2 separate regions of the Sus scrofa genome follow, and region 1 is linked to region 2. The links are chromatin contacts, called in public HiChIP or PLAC-seq maps. All regions are on one chromosome and are shown on one strand. The core of a region is the stretch at or near the end of the contact, and the rest is flanking DNA. Distances in the headings are between cores, read along the strand shown.

Evidence for each region. HiChIP or PLAC-seq counts read pairs in DNA pulled down with a chosen protein or histone mark.
Region 1: a contact with region 2 is called in an H3K27ac HiChIP or PLAC-seq map of alveolar macrophages. The contact joins the promoter of MACROD2 here to the promoter of NDUFAF5 in region 2. A contact is called at or near these places in 2 of 47 Hi-C or Micro-C datasets (epiblast stem cells and liver) and 1 of 2 datasets of contacts at active chromatin or transcription factors (alveolar macrophages).

The regions. Positions count from the first base shown.
Region 1 is chr17:22,631,418-22,638,534 of Sscrofa11.1, reverse strand. It overlaps MACROD2 (O-acetyl-ADP-ribose deacetylase MACROD2), which reads right to left and starts at 3,430. Exons shown (of 18, transcript XM_021077533.1): 1 at 3,007-3,430. The coding sequence starts at 3,052.
Region 2 is chr17:22,476,730-22,483,729 of Sscrofa11.1, reverse strand. NDUFAF5 (arginine-hydroxylase NDUFAF5, mitochondrial) reads right to left here and starts at 3,386. Exons shown (of 9, transcript XM_013985086.2): 1 at 3,121-3,386; 2 at 1,919-1,959. The coding sequence starts at 3,342. It overlaps ESF1 (ESF1 homolog), which reads left to right and starts at 3,423. Exons shown (of 14, transcript XM_001926068.6): 1 at 3,423-3,533; 2 at 4,633-5,311. The coding sequence starts at 4,675.

The sequences.
Region 1 (7,117 bases), core at 2,181-4,680, 150 kb before region 2:
TATCACAGTCCAAAAGCATAGATGTTAAATGGAGAAACCATTATAATATTGTTAGTTCAGAAACATTATAACAAAAAAAGATCATAAATAATCGCTAAAATTTCATCAATTATTCATAAATTTAAAACAATTTCCATATCTTCCACTATTTTGCCTTCATTATTATCAATAATACAAAGTTTATATTTCAAGACCACCAATAAAAATGGGCATAAAAGATTTTTCAATGCTTACAAAGTAAATCCTTGTTGAAACTCAACTTCTATGAAAACAAAGCAAAATTACTTTACACTACTTTATATATCAGGCTATATACAGACTGATAACACAACAGTGGTTTGCTTTTTTTCTTTTCTTTTCTAGGGCCACACCTGCAGCACATGGAGGTTCCTAGGCTAGGGGTCTAATTGGAGCTGTAGCCTCCCAGCCTACGCCAGAGCCACAGCAACTCAGGATCAGAGCTGAGTCTGCACCTACACCACAGCTCACTGCAACGCCAGATCCTTAACCCACTGAGCGAGGCCAGGGATCGAACCCGCAACCTCGTGGTTCCTAGTCGGATTTGTTAACCACTGCACCACAACGGGAACTCCAACAGGGTTTGTTTTGTGACACCAAAAGTAGTTCTACATATGCCCAGTTGTTAAAGCATAACTAAATGGAATACAACCTAGTCTGTCAATATTTAAAGACCATTTTAACTGTGTTGTTCAGTTATACTATGTTAAATCTTCCCAGGAGTTAACGTGAAAAAAAAAAAAAAATTCCCTCTCATCCCCTTTCTCAGGCATTGTTTGAAGGCCCTACGCAGAGGATTCTTTTCCCACATTTATTCTTTCTCTATCCATGTTTGGCCTTATTTATAAAGACTGGGAGTTGCAATAAAAATCTATAGGTTGTAAAGAGCTATTAGAGAAATCAACTTTCAACCTGGAGTGGAGCAGAACCCTGGAGGGCCCCCCCACCATGTACAAAACTGAGCAATTAATGATTAGGACAATAGAGTCACAGAATCAGTGTATAGTGCACACTCCTGAGTTGTTTTACAGATACTATAACTGCCATCAGAGGGGAAAAACACTAGCTGCATGATGACCAGACAGCCCCATCTTGGGCAGTACTGAATCTACAGCTAGCACAATTCTAAGAACTGGCCTCAAGAGAATGGGATTAACATTATTGCTCATAATGATCTATATCTTTGTGGGTATCGAAATTATTGCAGCTTGCTCTGCCCATATTATAAGCATGCAACTAAAATTGCTTGTAGGAGGTGATGCTAGAGACCAATGTTGACATCTTTCACTGTGAGAATGCAGTGCCCTAAATCAGCATGAAAAAGTTAGTTATTAGCTCTGTTTTAATCCCACAGAAATTGAATGAAGTTTGACAGTAAGGAACTTTGCTTTTGCCCCTTTCCTGTTTGTCCATTTCTATTCATTCCCGTCTAACCGTAAAAGAATTGAAGCAATGAGATCTTCAGGCAATTTAACCTAACTCTTGACTTATGCTCTCCTGAATACACACCATGCCCTGCCTAACCTGTTGATCCTTCTCCTAGATAAAAAGAATGAAAATTAAGCAGTTAGAAAATGACTAGCTCTCCACCCCCAACAGCCCCTTTAGCAAATCCAGCAGGCAGATTGCTCAGGCAAGAAAATGCTGAAGAAAGAGTCAGCCAGTCTGCTCACAATAGAGATTCATGCAGAATCCAATGTCCTGTCTCGATGATTTCACTGAGTCTTCTCCCTTTTCCCCTTTAAAAACTGTCATGGCTGAGCATAATCTTCAGAGTTGGTCTCAGGACATGAGCCCACTTTCTCCCGAGATCTCTGGCTTTTCTCATTAAAACAACTTTCCTTTCTATTGACATCTGCCTCTAGAATTATTGGCTTTTGGGCGATGAGCAGCTGAAGCTGAGTTTAGCAAGAGAACTAGTCACCCCTTCCTCCTTCCTCTATAAAGAACATGATACTTAAGGAGAGATGTGCATTTCCCTCACTCAGCCTCGCTTTTGATACACGGTTTAGTACATCTTGGCAGTAGCAATTCAAGTCCTTTTTACTACATTTCTGTAAAATTAGCTGCTACAGAATAAAAAGAAAGGAGTGGGGTGGGAGGGAGAAAACTGCAAAGACTCAAGTTTTACCTTGGATTATTACCTAACTCTGACACCAGAGAGAAAAAGAGAGAGGGAGAAAACAGCGCTGGGTCGCACACTTTGTGTATCTCCCCGACCTCAATGTCACTATCAATCTGCCTGATCTGGCTAAGCTTTGATCAGCACAAAACTCAGAGGTGGCTTCATTCACAGAAGAGTGGCATCGGTCTCACAGTCTTACTCTGAGCAACTTCAGACTGTGAATGGGATCGGAATTTAGAGGGAATCACTGCAGAGAAGAGCCCATTCAGACTTCTCTGAAGGCACTTAGCCTCTCGGAAAAGACACGCTCGTGTTAGGTTCTCCACCTGTCCCCCCAGCTCCAGGTTCTGAAAGTCACACTGAGGCGCAGAAGGAAGGGCCCGGCAAAAGGGCTAAAGACGCGAGGGTGGGGACGCCCTGCCAGAAGAGGAGCAGGACGCAGAGGCGCGGAGTAAACCGCCGAAGCTCAGCGGGCGCGGAGCAGCAGCAGCTGCGGCCGGGGTGCCAGCTGGCGGGCACGTGTCCCTGGGACACCCGGCCGGGACTCCGAAAGTCCCAGCTGGAGTCCGGGGCGGGGTGGGGACCGCCGCGCTGGGGGAGAAGGTGACCCGGCGCAGCAGCAGAGAGGGGCGTGAGCCCACAAGTGTGCGAGCGGCAGGTGCCCGGGGGCGGCGCGTGCACGCCGGGGTGCGCGCACGTGCGCGCGTGTGTACACACGGACCCGCGGGGGAAGCGGCACCGGCCGGGAAGGCGCGAGGCGAGAGCCGGGCGGAGGGCGCCTCTGCACACACAGCCCTGTCCCCCGCCCCCACCCCACCCCTTCCACCCCTGCCCCCGACCCCAGGACTCGACAGGACGGTTACCTTTCTCCTCTCTCCACACCTTTTTCTTCTTGTTGCTGGGGTACATGTTGCTGTGGGGGTGGCTGGCTTTAAGCTGCAAGTTCCCCAGGCTCACGGGCAAACAGGGTGTGTGTGGAGTGGGAGGGGTGGGGGGGGCACTCGGGAGGGAAAAGTGAAAGAGGCTCCGCACCCGCGCCTTTCGCCGCTCTCTAGTCGCCGCCCTCCTCCCTCAGCCGGCGTACTGCTCCGGCTCCCACCCGCCTCAGCCCCGCGGCCGCCGCCACAGCAGCCCTCAGAGCCTGTCAACTAGGTCACGCCTCGCGCTAACCTAACACCCGCGCAGGCCCCGCCTCCCAGCCGCTAGCCAGCGCCGCCTCCCATTGGCTGCACCATCCGCCGCTCTCCGCGTTCCAGCCACCGCGCGCCCCGACTTCGGACCCAGGGCGCAGGCGCAGGCGCAGGCTCGGGCCCGACGCCGAGGACGTTGGGGAGCTTGAGGGGGCGGAGCCAGGGAGCAAGGGGGCTGGAGGTAGCCTAGCGGCTGGGGTGGCGCGTGAGGCGGCTTCCTTGGAGAGGCAGGAGGCACTAGGAGATCCCCTCCCGCTTTGCTGCGCTAGGAGGACCCGAGGGCGTGGCCTCTAGGGCCAGGTGCGCCAGGTGACTGCGGAGCATCCTCAGGGCCTTAACCTGTGGAAGTAAGAGATGTGAGTTGACACGAATTGTGCACGTTCACTCTAACTGCTCCATCTGGATGGCTTTTACCAGATAATCTGAAACTTTTCTGTTGGTGGGCAAATGTAACCGAAAGAAGTGAAAGGATTAGGTAATGGTTTCAGACCATATGTAATCAGCTTCTCAACCTTACACAGTTCAGTGGAGTCCGATGAAAAGTGGAAAGAACAAAAGTAAACTGGAGTACTCAAGAGTTTTAAGAACTGGGAAGTAGTGAGCAACCAAAAGTTATATTGGAAACAAAAGACTTTCATCAAAGCAAATTCAAATGGGTGTTAATAAGAGCCAGGTCATATTACCGTTTTATTCCCCCACAAATTGCTTCAGGTCAAGGTGATGGTCTAAAGGGCTCACCTGATGCTGGGTAATACTAGTATTTAGGTGTTCTAGAATTTAGAGGAAGTTTGGTAACCCCCTCCCCAAATTTATGGTTTTTCTAAATATCAGACCATCCACTAGGCTGATTTCTTTGTGAATCCACATTTGTTTAACAATTGGAGTGTTGTCTTATAAGCTGTACTTAAGCTAGGTATGTAAGAACAAGTAGTTATTTGGAACACATTTTTTAACAATTAAAAAAAAAAAGAGGAGGCCCCATTAAAAATTGTAAAGAATGAAATGTTTTGAGTAACAGGTCTCTCTCATGAGGATGATTAATAACATAGTAAGGTACAATTTTTTATTTTAACATTATCTCTGCTTTTTTTCTTTTAATGCTATGAAATAATGTTTCAAGAAGGAAGTGATATTTGAGCTAGTAATAAAAATATGCACACATTTATTGGCAATGGAAATAAAAGGAGGGCTCTGATTCAAAGCATAGTACCCAGGTAGAATCAATAAAAATTGTTAATGCAATAGATTTTGGAAAGAGGATGAGAAAGAAAAAGAATATAAGGGTTCCATGGAATAGTTGAAAATAGCAATTTATCAATAAGATTGGGCAGTACAGGAGCAGTTTCAGATTTTGCAGGAAAGGTATTGAGTTCTTGTTTAGAAATGCAAAGTGTATCGTGTCTGCAGGAAAGTGCATCGTACTAGGCACCTTTGCTTTGTTAAAACAGAAGTTTCTGCCCCAACCCAGAGCCAGTCCTTCCACCTGTGCTTTCTTAGGAACATTATACTATTGATTATCTTTATCCTATGTTGACTGAAAGAACTGGGACCATTCATCAACTTTTAAACCTTTTAGGTTTCTCCCATGTTAAAAAAAAAAAAAAATTCCTCCTCCTCTCCAAAACCTCTCACTTACCAAAATGTGTCATTTGTCTTATATCCCACTTTTGCTCTTCAGTTTGCTTTAATCTTTTATCCTCTAAATCAACTGAAATGGCTGTTACTAAGTTAATCAGTTGCCTTCATGTGCTATTTAATGGACATTTTTCAATCTCTCTTACAAGATCTCTCAGCACATTTAACACTGTTAATCTCTATTCCTCCTTAAACCATTCTTTTCCATTAATTTCCTCACTCTTTTGAGTTTCCTCCTGTCTGGTAATTCCTTTACAGTCTCCTTTGTGGCCCATCTTCCTTTTCAGCCATTACATTTTGGAGTTCATTAAGATTCACTACTAATCTCTTGTCTATTTTCGCTTTATACTTTTTCTTTGAATAATTTCATCCATATTCATGGCTTCAGTTATAACAGTGGTTCTCAATCGGTGCAGTTCTGCCTCCCTTGGGGACATTGGCAATGTCTGGATAAATTTTTGGTTGTCAAATCTGGGGGAAGAATGCTACTGGCACTGTGTGAGTGTAAACCAAGAATTCTGCTGAGTGTCCAATAATGCACAGAACAGTCCCCCACAACAAAGAAATATCTGGCCCAAAATGTCGTTACTGCTGAGATTGGAAAATCCTGAGTTAAAGGAAAATTTCTTCTTGAGCTTTAAACCTATACATGCTACCATATACTGGATCTCAACTTTAAGAGGCAGTGTTATGCGCTGGTTAAAAGGCATCTGAAGCTAGTTTTTCTGGATTCAAATTCTAGGTTTACTCCTTTTTTTTTTTTTTTTTTTTTTTTTTTTTTTTGGCTTTTTACGGCCACAGCTGCAACATATGGAGATTCCTAGGCTAGGGGTCTAATCAGAGCTACAGCTGCCAGCCTACACCCCAGCCACAGCAGCACAGGATCTGAGCCACGTCTGTGACCTACACCACAGCTCATGGCACTGCACCAGATCCTTAACCCACTGACCAAGGCCAGGGATTGAAACCACAACCTCATGGTTCCTAGTCAGATTCATTTACGCTGCACCACGACAAGAACTCCAAATTCTAGGTTTACTCTTATTAATTATGTGGCCCTTGGCAAGTTACTCAAGATCTCTGAACTTTGACATTTTTTGAAATCTATTATGTGGAGATGACGATAAATATCTACTTTGTCAGATTGATTTGAGGATTAAATGAGTTAAAACACATAAAGTGACTAGCACATAGTAAATATGGCAGAGATGCTCACTAGCATAGTTTCTTCTTTCTTGGTCCATAGCCAGACTCTATTTTCCAACCTCCCTTGGAATTAGCACATGTGACTGCATCCTGGGTAGGTTATGATGCAAAAGGCCACTTCCATGCCTAACCATCAAAACTCCCATGTACTCATTCATGTTCTCTCTTTTTCGCAGTGATCCCAGAACCAGCATCTCAAGAAGGAAGGAAACTGGATCCCTGAGTCACTGCTTGGAGGAGCATCTTTGGGATCCAAGGAGTACCACATCAGGCTCTTAATGTAAATAAGAAACTTTTATGTATTGTGTTAAGGCCTAGATATTTAGAAGGTATTTGTTTCAGCATTTTTTTATTTTTTATTATAGTTGATTTACAATGTTCTGTCAATTTCTGCTGTACAGTAAAGTGACCCAGTTATACATATATACATTCTTTTTTTCAAACTATACTCCATCATTTTCCTTGTGCTATGCAAGTGATTAGATATAGTTCCTTTGCTATACAGCAGGATATCATTGCTTATCCACTCCAAATGCAATCACTTTAAGCATTTAATTTAATTTTATAATTTTTTTTTTTTTGCCTTTTTTAAGGGCCGCACCCACGGCATATGGAAGTTCCCAGGCTAGGGGTCAGATCAGAGCTGTAGCCACCGGCCTACGCCAGAGACACAGCAACGTGGGATCTGAGCCGTATCTGTGACCTACACCACAGCTCACGGCAATGCCAGATCCTTAACCCACTGAGCGAGGCCAGGGATCGAACCTGCAACCTCATGGTTCCTAGTCAGATTCGTTAACCACTGCGCCACAACAGGAACTCCCAAGCATTTAATTTTAATTATTCTTACAAAATACCATTATCATTCTAAAGTATCAAATATTAGTATCAAATATTAATATTTAGTATCTAAAAGATACTTGAAATATACTACATACCACAT
Region 2 (7,000 bases), core at 2,137-4,636:
AAATGGATTCAAAGAAAAACATCATTGAAGAAAAAATACTTAAGAGTGGACACAAAATAACCATTGGTTCTATCACTTAAAAAAAAAACAAAAACAAAAACGGAGTTCCAGTTGTGATGCAGCAGAAATGAATCCAACTAGGAGCCATGAGGTTGCGGGTTCAATCCCTGGCCTCACTCAGTGGGTTAAGGATCTGGCGTTGCCGTGAGCTGTGGTGTAGGTCGAAGATGTGGCTCGGATCTTGTGTTGCTGTGGCTCTGGCGTAGGCTGGTGGCTACAGCTCCGATTAGACCCCTAGCCTGAAAACAGCCATATGCTGCAGGTGTGGCCCTAAAAAGGACAAAAGACAAAAAAAGAAAAAACAACCAAACTAGCCAATCTGATATAAACGAAATCTAAATATGATATAAACTGATTAAGAACACCTTTCCTTAAAATTAGCCAACTTTATTTCTCAAAGTGCATTACATCATTGAATAACTATACCTTATTTAAATGTTGTGCTATGTAACCTCTTCCACAACCAACATCCAAAGCAAGGGGGAAATCTCTGAAAAACAGACACAGAAATTATGCTTTGTCTATAATAACACAGTCTATAAAATAATTATTAAAAGCTAATTTCCTTTTTTCTTTTTTGGGGGGCCGCCCCATACCCGCAGCATACAGAAGTTCCTGTGCCAGGGATCAAATCTGAGCTGCAACTGTGACCTATACCACAGCTGCGGCAATGTTGGATCCTTAACCCACTGTACCGGGGATCAAATCTGCACCTCAGCAACAACCCGAGCTGCTACAGAGACAATGCCAGGTCCTTAACCTGCTGCACAACAGCAGGAACTCCAAAAGGTAATTGTTCTAATTCATTCTAATTCACTAATTTTAGTGAACATACATTTCCAAAAAATTCTATCATCTGCCTTTGATGCTTTGCCTCACAAGGTGTATCTATCAGGGAACACACCACATAGAACAAGTGTCTGGCCTGGCCATTCATAGGACCTCACAACCAAGTGGCTGTCCTTAAGGCTGCTCCATGACATGGATGGAAGAAAAGATTTAGTGAGGGTATTTTCATTTGATGACACACCCAGATAAAGAATGAAAGAAGTTATTTTTTTTCTTTTGGTTATGCCCGTGGCATGTAGAAGTTCCTGGGCCAGGGATTGAAGTTGCAACAACACAGCAGTGACCCAAGACACAACAGTGACAAAGCTGGATCCCTAACTTCTAGGCCCCAGGAAACTCCAAAAAAGTTAATACTTGATGAATGTGTTCTTTTCTCAAATCTGCCTCTATGTAATTGTTACAAGACCATTATTGCTATTTATAATGCCTATGATAAAATGCCAAAGTCTCATATAACTTTATTGGAGAACAAATCTAGGGAGACTCTTTTGACTTAGATAAAAGATCCTGTTATTAATTTTAAACTTTTAAAGCTATATTTAGTATATCTTAAAATTCAGCTGTCAATTTTTTTTTTTTTTTTTTTTTTTTCCCCACACTCAAGGCATGTGGAAGTTCCTGGGCCCAGGACTGAATCTGTGCCACAGCAAACACCCAAGTTGCTGCAGTGACAATGCTGGATCCTTTAACTCGCTGCACACAAGAGAACTCCACACGTCAGTTCTTTATATCCATTTCTGAAGCAACTGTTTTTGACCAAAACAAGTAGAATAGTCATCCAGTCTTGGAGAGAGGCTGAGTTGTCATTATTTTTGTAGGCAACAAAGAAGAAAACACTTGCTCTCCCAGACATTTTAAAAAAGGAGAAACCTAAGAGTGATTAAAATCACTAATCCTGGTAATAAATTCATCTAGATTCTACCATGCCAGATATCAAGCTCTCAGCATTTAATTTCTCAAGTCTCCAGTCAAAAGGGGACTATATTTTATTACGACAATCATCACTTACCTGGTTATATCATACACACGGTCTGCAATCCGGCTTCCAACCTAACAGATTACAAGAGGCAAAGATGTACACAAGTAAACGTGAGTAGATTTAATAGAGAAGTAACTCTTTTTCCAGTATTTAAAAAATCCATATGTTATTTATGTTTCAACAAGTTAAATACTTCCCTTTATCCCTCTTTCTTTTCTTTCTTTTTTTAGAGCCGTACTTGGGGCATTTGGAGGTTCCCAGGCTAGGGGTCAAATCGGAGCTGTAGCTGCCAGCCTACACTACAGCCACAGCAACGCCATTTCCTTAATCCACTGAGCAAGGCCAGGGATCTAACCCACACCCTCATGAATACTAGTCAGGTTCATTACCACTGAGCCACAATGGGAACTCCTCTAGTAGCCATTTTAAAAAGAGTAAAGAAATTAATTTTAACATACTTAACCCAATATATCAAAATCAGAATTTCAACATGTAATCAGTATAGAAAGATATTAATGGAAAATTTTACATCTCTTTTTCATATTAAGTCACTGAAATCCAGTGTATTTTTACACTTACCACACATGTCAAAGGGACATTTCAAGTGCTCAATAGCTCCATGTCATTAGAAATTGCCATAGTGAATGGAAAGTTCAGATAGAGGAGAAATCCAAAGTTCTTACCCATTAAAGCCCTCACAACCTGGGCCCTCCCAGACCTTCCACAGGAGCTTCCATGGAGGCCTCAACAAGGTCCTTTCAGCCTCAGGGGCTCCGGGTTTGTCTTTCCCTTTGCCTATAGGCTTCTCCCTCCAGATCCCAGATGGTTAATTCCTCCTCACTTCGTCTGCTTGAGTGGCCTTCCCAGACCATCCAAGTCACTTTATCACTTCATTTTATCATCTGGCCTTACTTCTGTGGCTGAAATTGCATTTTGGGGTCACTATCTCGCCTCCTACAAGAATGAAATCTCATGAGGGCAGCGGTCTTACTTTGCCCTGGCCATACCTGTATCTCAAACACTACCTGCCGAGGGTAACGAATGAATGAAAAGCAACTTACAAAGACAGGCACCCGGCCCCAGCCTGACTACAACAGAGGCCCAGACAAGCAGGGCGGCTGCTCAAGGTCACACGGTGAGGAGGGGGCTGTTGGAGCCTGGCCGAAGCTCCGAGATCCGAAGCCAATCCTCGCCCCTCACTCCCACCCCACCCCGCCACCCCGCCAACCCACCTCCTCCTTCAGATAGTCAAACTTCATCGGCTCGGGCTGTCGGGCCGCCCAGTTCTTCTGTTTCCTCTTCAAATCTCGATCAAAGATGTTTAGGGCTCTGGGCGAGGTGCTGCCCCGGGAAGACACGCCGGAGGCCACCTTCCTGAGGCCGAGATTCTTCGCGGGGACCCCCACCGCTGGAGACAGCCGCCACCAAAGCCGGAGCCGAGTCAGTTGCAGCATCTCCCGCGGCTACGCAATTGGCTGGCGCACTTGCGGTGCGCATGCTCTGAGGCTAAGGCAAAGACTTTGGAGAGCTACGCGGAGCGAAAACGGAAGTAGTTTGGCCCAGTTCGCGTGCCATTACGGCGGCGCGTCACGCGGAGCATTATGGGTGTGAGATCCGCGTGAGTCCCGGAGAAGGTTCGGAGGAGGTGAGTGGGGTCGGGTTCCCAAAAAAAGGCTGTAGAGGGGAGAGAACCAGTCTCTAATAGGGTCTCTTTCTGATTCGTGAGGCCCGCGCCCTTTCCCCTTGCCTTACCGACCTTATTTTTCGAGCTTTTCTTGCTTTTCCTCCGAGTCCTGTTGAGGGACTTTAGCCCAAAACCGCCTCCCTGAGGTATCGGAGTTGGGACAGAGAGCCTAGTTTCGAGGTCACTCTGGTGTTACCTGCGTTAGGAGGGTGGGTGGAAGGGAATGGTAGTCATGGAGATGAGAGCGGACGTCGAAAGTGAGGTCAGGTCGCCATCCTCTTTTCGAACACTGGACCGATGATCAAGTGCTTGCATTACCTCTAGCATTTGAATGAAATGGTACCTACCCCGTGAGACTGCTCGGAGGGTTAAATGTTTAAGTGTATAAGAGCATCACTGAAATCTCTTATTTCCCTTATTGTGTAATAAGTTGTTTTCAAATTTAAGGGGGGGAGAAGATTACAGTTTTATAATCATGCCTTGCTTTTAAAACAAAACACTGCTATCTTGTATTTAACTAGCTAGAGAGAGGCTTTACCTCATTCATGAAGGGTGATCGTATATAAAGAGGGAGTTTTGTGAGCTAAACCTGAATTGATTTTTGGTCTGTTTAGTTAGGAGACCACCTTTAGAAGTAAAGGCTGTTCTGAGTAGAATGAGGTAAAAATTAATAGAGGGAACGGACCACAGTATGAAGAAATAAATGAGAACAACTGAGACTTGGGAATATTTTAATTACCTTATCTTTTTGCTTGTAACACATACAGGTATACAAATAGAAATATGGGAATCTAAGTAAATGCATTTGTCTAGTAATCATTTACCCCTTTCCATAAAGCCCTGGACTTCTGCTTGGTTTTGCCTGAAGTTTATTTCTCCAAATGATCTCTGTTCAAAAGAAGATATTGATAGGGCTTTTTTCTGCCTGTAACTCAGGATAAGTTTGGGAAATGAATGATATACATTTAACTTAGAATATAGTATTGTGAATTGATTTTTCCCAAAGCTTCTCATTTAATTCTATTACTAACCCTTCATTACTTTTTTTTTTTTTTTGTAGTATTTGGTTTCTTCAAGCATTTGCCCAGTCAGCTATTTAAAAATGGCATCCAAACAAGAAATAATGAATGACCAGCGGTTTAGGCGGGTTACAAAGGACCCAAGATTTTGGGAAATGCCAGAAAAGGAACGAAAAGTCAAAATTGACAAGAGATTTCGAGCAATGTTTCATGACAAAAAGTTCAAATTGAATTATGCTGTGGATAAAAGAGGACGCCCTATCAACCATAGCACTACAGAGGACTTGAAACGTTTTTATGAACTTTCAGATTCTGATTCAGATCTCTCTGATGAAAATAATAAAGTATTGAGTCAAAAGAAAATAAAGAAGAAGAAAAACCAGACTAAAAGTGAAGTAGAAACAAAAAACTTTGTTGAGAAAAAAAAAGAAACCAAGAAAATTAATCAAAAGGATTTTGGAAATAAGAATGATTTAGATAACTCTGAGAGAATTCAGGAAAAGAAAACACCATGCAAATCTAACAAGATGGATTCAATAAGCCCCAAGAAAAATAGCAAAAAATTTACACAAAAAAGTACAAAAGGGGAAAAAAACATTGTTCAACATAGCACAGACTCATTTACCAAAGGAAAACTAAGGACAGTCGGCTCTGGCACCGCAGAAATTGTTCCATCTCCCAAAGTCAAGTATTCTAAGACAAAAAGAGAAATGCAATCAGGTTGGTTGTAAAGAACTAAGGATTCTTTGGTATTACAGTACTTATTTTTATACTGGTCTTTTTTAAAAAAGATATACGTAATAAGTTTTTTCATAGTATCATTGGAGTGACCAAATGCTTTTTTGGAAGTATAAAGCTATGAAAGGAAAAACACCATATGATAATTAATTTTTTATTTGGTGCCATAATGACTAGAAGAGAGATCAAAATTTGAGTCTGAAGCTAAACAGTGATTTTGATTCGTGGTGGGAACTAGTGGCAACTATTCTCTAGCCAGATAAAGTGTTACATGGTCTTATCACATGATAAGCAGAGTTTGTGTCTGAAGAATATAAGTAGAGTTGGGTGCTCATTCATTCCTTCATTTATTCAACTACTTTTAGTAACTAATATGTGGTAGATAGAACATTAAGACATGATTCCTCTTATATCAGGGCTACTGCTAGTTTATATGATGCCTGTACAAATTAGAAAAAAACATATGCTCTCTGGACACACAGAGCTTCCAGAGCTCATAGTTTGGTGAGGATAGCACCTTTGAGGGAGGAACAGGTTCTATTCCCCTGGGCAGACCCAGTGTTCCTGCAGGGTATATGGCTTGGTGATTGGCGTTTGGCCTTAATTTCAGCCCTTGAAAAGGTAGGTCACCTTTTGCAAATAATAGCTTGCTAAACCCTGTGCAATAGTAATGGTCTAAAGCAGCACAATCCAGTAGAAATGTACAATTTTGAATTTTCTGGTGGACACATGAAGAAGTAAAAAGAAACAGGTGAGTGAGTTCCCTTCATGGCTCACCAGTTAACAATCCCAACTGGGATCCATGAGGATGCAGGTTTCATTTCTGGCCTTGCTCAGTGAGCTAAGGATCTGGCAGTGCGGTGAGCCGTGGTGTAGGTCACAGATGTGGCTTGGATCCCACGTTGCTGTGGCAGTGGCGTAGGCCAATAGTTACAGCTCCTGTTCGGCTCCTAGCCTGGGAACTTCTATATGCCTCAGGTGAGGCTCTAGAAAGAAAAAAAGAAAAAAAAAGATGAAATTAATTTTAATAATGTATTTTATTTAATATGTCAAAAATTATTTTACTATGTAATAAAATAAAAAACAATGGGAAATTTTACATTCTTTTTTTTTTTTTTTTTTTTTTTTTTGTCCTTTGTTGTTGTTGTTGTTGCTATTTCTTGGGCCGCTCCCGCGGCATATGGAGGTTCCCAGGCTAGGGGTCGAATCGGAGCTGTAGCCACTGGCCTACGCCAGAGCCACAGCAACGTGGGATCCGAGCCGCGTCTGCAACCTACACCACAGCTCACGGCAACGCCGGATCGTTAACCCACTGAGCAAGGGCAGGGACCGAACCCGCAACCTCATGGTTCCTAGTCAGATTCGTTAACCACTGCGCCACAACGGGAACTCCTACATTCTATTTTCATACCAGTCTCAAGTTGAACAAGCCATATCTCAAGTGCTCAAGTACCACATGTGGCTGCTGGCTACCTTACTGGACGATGCAGATGGAAAGTGTAAGAAATTAATCAGAACCATAATACAAAATAGAATAATTTTAACTGCCATAGAAGAATAGGGCTCAGAGAATTTGAGGAAGAGGTCACTCAAAATACAGTAATCAATAAAATTCATAGGTGAAGTACTATTTTGGTTTTTTTTCTTTTTTGCTTTTTGAGGGCCACACCC